Regions from separate parts of the Canis lupus genome. Here region 1 is linked to region 2. A link is a contact called in public Hi-C data. All regions are on one chromosome and are shown on one strand. Each heading gives the region's core, a stretch centred on a gene start, on an enhancer-like site or on the middle of the called end of the contact. The rest is flanking DNA. Distances are from core to core; before and after follow the strand shown. Region 1 holds the start of KCNMA1 (potassium calcium-activated channel subfamily M alpha 1). Region 2 overlaps KCNMA1 (potassium calcium-activated channel subfamily M alpha 1).

Evidence for each region. A called contact is a pair of places that touch in the nucleus more often than the background predicts.
Region 1: a contact with region 2 is called in a Hi-C map of skin fibroblasts, with 3 times the contacts expected there. The contact joins the promoter of KCNMA1 here to the enhancer-like site in region 2. A contact is called at or near these places in 2 of 9 Hi-C or Micro-C datasets (amygdala and skin fibroblasts).

Annotation. Positions count from the first base shown.
Region 1 is chr4:28,281,347-28,284,585 of UU_Cfam_GSD_1.0, reverse strand. KCNMA1 (potassium calcium-activated channel subfamily M alpha 1) reads left to right here and starts at 1,516. Exons shown (of 28, transcript NM_001003300.2): 1 at 1,516-1,707. The coding sequence starts at 1,525.
Region 2 is chr4:28,153,289-28,156,524 of UU_Cfam_GSD_1.0, reverse strand. All of the region lies in intron 1 of KCNMA1 (potassium calcium-activated channel subfamily M alpha 1), which reads left to right. Among named protein-coding and RNA genes, the nearest start is that of KCNMA1, 130 kb to the left of the region's middle. Within about 2 kb of position 1,699, at least 2 of the 20 cell types and tissues checked have an H3K27ac peak or open chromatin away from gene starts, as enhancers often do.

The DNA.
Region 1 (3,239 bases), core at 267-2,766, 130 kb before region 2:
CCTGCTGCTGTCAAGGGCCACAGACCACCCGCCGGCCTCCAGCCATGCTTGGGGCACCGGGCACCTAGGAAAGGGGTAGGGATGAGCGAACTAGAGGCCAGAGAGGGTCGAAGTAGGGTGTGTATCCTGGAGAAGGGTCCTGCTCACTCCCGAAGCACGAGGATTTGGGGGTGTCCGGCCAGCGGTGTCGACAGTTGGTCCCTCCTTCCCTCCCCACGGGGGCTCCTTTGGTAAAAACGGCCTGTGGGGGGGAGGGGGGCTCCCCTCCCCGGGTCGGGCGCTCGGCTGGGGGCGCAGCACCTTGGAGAGAGGCGCCCGGGCCGGAGCCTGATTCGGGGCGCCGTTCCTCGCGCTCGGGGGCCAGGGCGCGTGCCAGGCGGCCGCCCAGGGCCCTCCCGCCGGGTGCCGAGCCCCGAGCCGCGGCGAGCCGGCGCTGCGAGCCTCCTCCCCTCCCGCCTCGGGCGGCCTGAGCCCGCGCCCGCTCCAGTTGCTGCAGCTGCTGCCGCCGGCGGCTGCGGGGAGCGCGGGGAGCGCGGGGAGCGCGCCGGGAGGCTCGGGCGGCGGGGCCGGGGCCGGGAGGGGCCGGGAGGGGCCGGGAGGAGCCGGCGCAGGCGGGGAGGCCGCGCGAGCGGAGGCCGCGGGGCTCGGCGGCGCGGCGCGGGGGTCCCGGGGGTGGCCCGGCGCGTGCGGGGGCGGCGAGCCGGAGCCCAGCGCGGCCGGGGGCGCCGGGGGCGGGGGCGGGGGCGGGGGCGGGCCGCCCGCGCTGCACTAGTTGCCGCCGGCTCAGCCCGGGGCGGCGGGGGCGCGGCGGGGAGGGTCCCGGGCCGGAGCGCAGCGCACTCGCGTGGCGCACGGCGGGCGGGGGGCGCGGGGGGCGCGGGGGGCGCGCGGGCCCGGGGCAGGGGCAGGGGCAGGGGCAGGGGCAGGGGCAGGGCCGGGGCGGCCCGGGGGCGGCGCGGACCCCCGGTGCGCCCTCGCTCCGCGCGCTCGGGGCGTTGGGCGGCGGGGCGCGGGCCGGGCGGGAGCGGCGGGCGCGCTGCATCCCCTCCCCCCGGGCGGCGGGGGAGGGCGGCGGCGGCGGCGGCGGGCGGCGGGCGGCGGGGGAGGGCGGCGGCGGCGGCGGCGGCGGCGTCCCGCCGTATATATCTCGGCGCACCCCGCCAGGTCGCGCACAGCGCCCCGAGCCCAGGCGCCTCCCCGCCCCCTCCCCGCGCTCCGCGGCGGCGGCGGCGGCGGCAGCAGCGGCAACATGGCTGTTGACGGGTGTTCGGGGTGGCGCTGGCGGCGGGAGGAGCTCCCCCGAGCCCCTGCGCCGGCCGCCCGCTGCTAGCTATGGCAAATGGTGGCGGCGGCGGCGGCAGCGGCGGCGGCGGCGGCGGCGGAGGCAGCAGTCTTAGAATGAGTAGCAATATCCACGCGAACCATCTCAGCCTAGACGCGTCCTCCTCCTCCTCCTCCTCCTCTTCCTCCTCCTCTTCCTCCTCCTCCTCCTCTTCCTCCTCGTCCTCGGTCCACGAGCCCAAGATGGATGCGCTCATCATCCCGGTGACCATGGAGGTGCCGTGCGACAGCCGGGGCCAGCGCATGTGGTGGGCTTTCCTGGCCTCCTCCATGGTGACTTTCTTCGGGGGCCTCTTCATCATCTTGCTCTGGCGGACGCTCAAGTACCTGTGGACCGTGTGCTGCCACTGCGGGGGCAAGACCAAGGTAACGCGCGCCCCGGGCGCCCGCCCCCTGCGCCAGCCCACCCCTGCTCGCGCCGCGCCGCATCCCTGCCTGCCTTCCCCGCGCCGCCTGCCCTGCCCTGCCCTGCCCTGCCCTGCGCCCTCCCCGCGCCCCGCTCGGCGCGGAGGGCGGCGCGCCGGGGCCCCCGAGTCGCCCCCGACCTGCCCCCGACCGGCGCGCTCCGGGACGCGGGCGCCCAGTCCCGGCCCCTGGCTCCTGCTGGGGCCGCGGGCGGGGCGCGGCGGGGCGGGGGGAGCGGGGCGCGCGGGGCCGGGGTCGCGGGGAGCTGGGGGGCGGGCCGGGGGCTCCGGGAGCGGAGCGCGCGGGGCCGGGGGGGCGGGCGGGGCGCGGAGCGCGCGGGGCTCGGGGTCGCGGGGCCGGGGGTGGCGGGCGGGGGGCCCGGGGGCCGGGGGTGCGGGCGGGGCGGGCCGGGGGCTCGGGGCGCGGGGCCGGGGAGCGGGGCGCGCGGGGCCCGGGGTGGCGGGCGGGGGCGGCGGGGGCTCCGGGTGGCGGGCGAGGGGGGCGGCACGGCAGCCCGCACTCGAGAAACCTGTTGGGGAGACGAGTTGGCGGAGTCGGCAGCGAGGGGGAAACCTTTCGGGCGGGGGAATCCCGGGGGAGGAACGTGGCCAGGGGAAGTGGAGGGGGGGACTTCGGGGACCGCGAGGGAAAGTTGGGGAGATGCCTCCCAGTTTTGGAGGCAACCCGCGGAGGCCGCCACTTTAGGAATGTGCGAGGTCGCGCAGCCGGTGCCACCTGCCTCGCCGTCCCTTGGATGTGCCGGTGGAACGCACCCCACCCCGCGCTCCAGCCTCTGTGCTCGCGCCCCCACGCCACCCTCCTTAGGTCCCCGGAAATGCCGCCAGAGGCGGGGAGCGGGCGCGGGAGGTCCGTGCGGGAGCCTCCTCCCCGCTCCCCGGGCTCTCGAGGTGGCTGGGTGTCGCCTGGAGCTATTCCTGGCGCGGGGACGCCCACCTGCACCCGGGCGCGCTACACCTTAAGTGCGGTTGCTAGGCTCACTGCCTGGTCTGTCGCCGGGTCCCTAGAGATGTCCTCTTCAACCCCCCCCCCCGCCCCCCACTGGCCGAAGGTGAGGGGCTGGGGCAGTTTTTCATCAAAGACAGCAGAATTAAAAAAGAAAGAACTGGAAAAAAAAAAAAGAGAGAGAGAGAAAAAGGAGGGATCCAGCCGCCTTGTGTTTGAGCAGTTCGCATCCTAGGGGACTTCACGGCGCCAGCATTCTCTCCGGTCGGCCGGAGGGGAGATGAAGGAGAAGAGGGGAACCCGGGGAGGGCGAAGCAGGTCTTGGGGGGAATGTTCACACCTTTTCCTAGTAAAGTTGATCCCAGGACCCCTGGAACTCGCGCAGGGCTCGGCAACTTGTAGCAGCCTCCTCGGTTGCCATGGCGAGTAGGGAAGCCAAGGGGCTGTGGGTGAAGCACCGGGTGACCCCAGGCGCTCTCTCCCCATCATTAATTATACACGCGCTGGGTGCTGGAGCTCAGCTGTGTTTT
Region 2 (3,236 bases), core at 450-2,949:
CTAGGGTGAAGAGGTGATGGTTTCACCCTTGAACTGTCCTTTGTATACTTTCCTGGGATTCTTGAGGTGGCTGGGTTGGCTTCTGTTTGGAAGATGGATTTTATTATGACTTATTTATCTATTTTTTTAAAAAAGATTTTAATTATTTATGAGACACACGCAGAGAGAGGCAGAGACACAGGCAGAGGGAGAAGCAGGCTCCCTGCAGGGAGCCCAATGCAGGACTCGATCCCGGGACTACAGGATCACGCCCTGAGCCAAAGGCAAATGCTCAACCACTGAGCCACCCAGGTGCCCCTTATTAAGACATTTTAAACCAAGAAGTCTGTTACCACTGCACTCTCCATCTCTGACCTATGGGGACTAGACTTGATATATCTGCAATGTTGAAGCCAAAAAGGGTCTGATTTATCTGCATTTCTTTGATAGTGTTGCTAAGTTGTCTCAGACACATCAAACTAAATCAAAAAGTACTTATTATACACCGATGCTATTTATCATCGTTGTCATTGTCATTTTTATTATAGCGACTTCTGTTTGGTGCTTGGAACTTTACTCACGTAATCTCACTTAATCCCCCCAACAACCCAGGAGGAAGGTATTACTGAGGCTTCGAGAGTTCAGGTGACTTGCCCACAGGGTGGCTGAGTGGAGGAGGTGACATCTAACCTCGGTGAGGTGAGAGTTTGGGCTTTGCCATCAGACAGACCTGGTCCTTCTCTCGATGTCCGTGGGGTATGAGAGACGTAGGGGTGGTGCTCGCTCCTTCCAGGTCAGACACAGCTGCGAGTCTGAGCACCCCCCGGGCGGTATAGGTGAACCTGAGATCAGATTCCTCCAGGGGTAAGACAGCGTGCGGAGGGAGGACTTCCTGGAGGACAGTGCTCCGTGTGGGGCCTGAAATGTGGAAGCTTTGGGGGCAGGTAGGAGGAGAGGCAGGCTCTGAGAGTGAGAGCAGTAACCTGAGGAAAGATTCAGAGGTGGCTGGCTCAGCGTGTTCTGGCCTCAGTTTCCCCACCTTCCTGGGCACATTTACCTATGAATGAGGTGATACACGATGCATCCTTTCCATGTTAGAAAAGTGCTGTAGAAGAGGGGCATTTCTGGTGGCAGGAGCACGATCATCAGCGGAGTATCAACTGGAAACTTCTTCTCTTTTTGTGACTTTTTCTCTCTTCCCCGGCGCTGTGGCTGTCGTGTTTCATGGCAGCCTGATGTAGTAGGAAGAAGCTTCTTTTGGCGCCCTCAGCTGTCCTTGGTGCGTTCTGGTCCTCCGTTAGGATTTTCTGCTGTGTGACTTTGGGGCTGCCTCCCTGTGCCCTGTGGCCTCACCTGGTGGAGGAGGGGTCACACTGGTTGATTTCCTTGGGCACTCGTAGCTCCAAGATGCTGGAGCATATGGTCTAATTGTGACGACACACAGTCAGCAGCAGCGAAATGACTGCACATCTCAAGTTTGAATTACATCTTTATGAGCCGAGAGATCGTCTCCTGCCTCCTGGGACACGTTCATGTCCCTAGGACACACCTGCCTCTGGTTCTACCTAGGGACACGGAGAATGTGCTGTGTGGCCCAAGGCCCCTGCCCGTCCCTGCTGCCTGTTTGGTCCTGGACGACCGTGTCCTGGGACTGGCCTGGGGCTCTTTCGTGTGCTGGCTTTCTCTGTTTGGCCGAGAGACCAGGGCCCAGGGTCTGGGCCTGCCTCTGCCCAGCTCTGCAGCCTCTCCAGGGGGAGGAGGAATGGAGCTGGGAGGCCGGGAGGGAGGGCCATGTGGGCGGGGGGAAGAGGCCCTGGAATGACTAGCTCAGTGAGTCACTCAGCGTCTGCTCCAGCTGGAGAGAGTCGGGGAGGGGGGGCGGTTATGGCATTGCCTCATGCAGCAGGGTAGGAACCAACCGCGAGAAGGCATCGATTCATCGTCAGGGGGCGGCCGTCCTCCTGGGCACAGTCGCGGAGGAGTGGGCACGGAAGGTTCCCTGAACCCCGGGGGCAGAAGAGCAGTGGGGGTTCGAGGTGGGCCCTGCTGTGCATCCCTGAATCAGAGTGAGAGAGGTCAGTGAGTGCCTTACAGAGCTGATCTCATCGTCTCTCACAGCCAGACCAAGAGGGAGCCATTCTTCTTCTTCTTCTCAATTTGTGGATGATTAATCTGCAGCACAGAGAGGTTAAGCGTCTTGCCTGAAGTCACCCAGCAATGACTAACCGGGGCCTTGGGAGCCTGTGGGCTTAATCACTGCATCAGTGATTCTCAGCATGGAACCTGCATCAGAGCCACCTGCAGGGCTGGGCTCTACCCCATGGTTTCTAATTTCGGTTGAGTCTGGGATGAGTCTGAGAATGTGCATTTCTATCATGTTCCCAGGTGATGCCGGTGTGGAGGGAGAGGGGGCAGGGACCACACTTCGAGGACCACTGTTGTATCCTCTCATCTTCCCCACCCCAGGCTCTTCCCCTGTGAAGCAGGAGGGATGGAGTCTCCCACCGTGAATGCCATTCTTTTAATTACACGTAATTATGTTTAGTTTGGGCCAATTTAATTTATGAAAGAGCAATAGCAGTTTGATAAACTCTCCTATTGCTACTGTGTTTCTGTCCCTTGTCTCTTTTTATTTTGGAAAAGTTGCTGCTGGGCGCCTGGCTGGCTCAGCTGGTGGAACATGAGACTCTTGATCTCAGAGTCATGAATTCAAGCCCCACGTTGGGCGTAGTGCCTACTTGAAAAAAGAAAAGAAAAAAGAAAATTCACTGCTATATGTTTTGATGCTTTCTTACTTCATGCATAACGTCCTTGACTCCATTTTGGATTATAGTCCTTATGGACACAAACGCTCTTGAGTTGTCTGATGTCTTTCATCTTGAGTTTTTCTTGATGGGAATACCAATGCCGCCAACCTGGCATCATCCCTGTTGTGTGCGTGTGCTACGTGTATATGTGTTTTTTATCCAAATATGTTTTGACCCTTCTGGCTCTCTTCTGTTTTTCAAAACTGCTCCTTTTGCAGTCCCCTTTGTTTGGCTATGGTGAACCATTTTTTAAATTTAATTTTATACTTTTCTGTGGAGCAAGGTTAGCTCTATCTTTGTTGCTTCTCAGGAATTTAACGATATTCTTCAGGGGCGTCTGGGAGGGTCAGTCAGTGGAGCGTCCAACTCTTGGTTTTGACTCAGGTCATGATCTCAGGGTGGTGAGACTGAGCCTGGCATCAGGCTCCACGCTCAGCTGGGAGTCTGAGA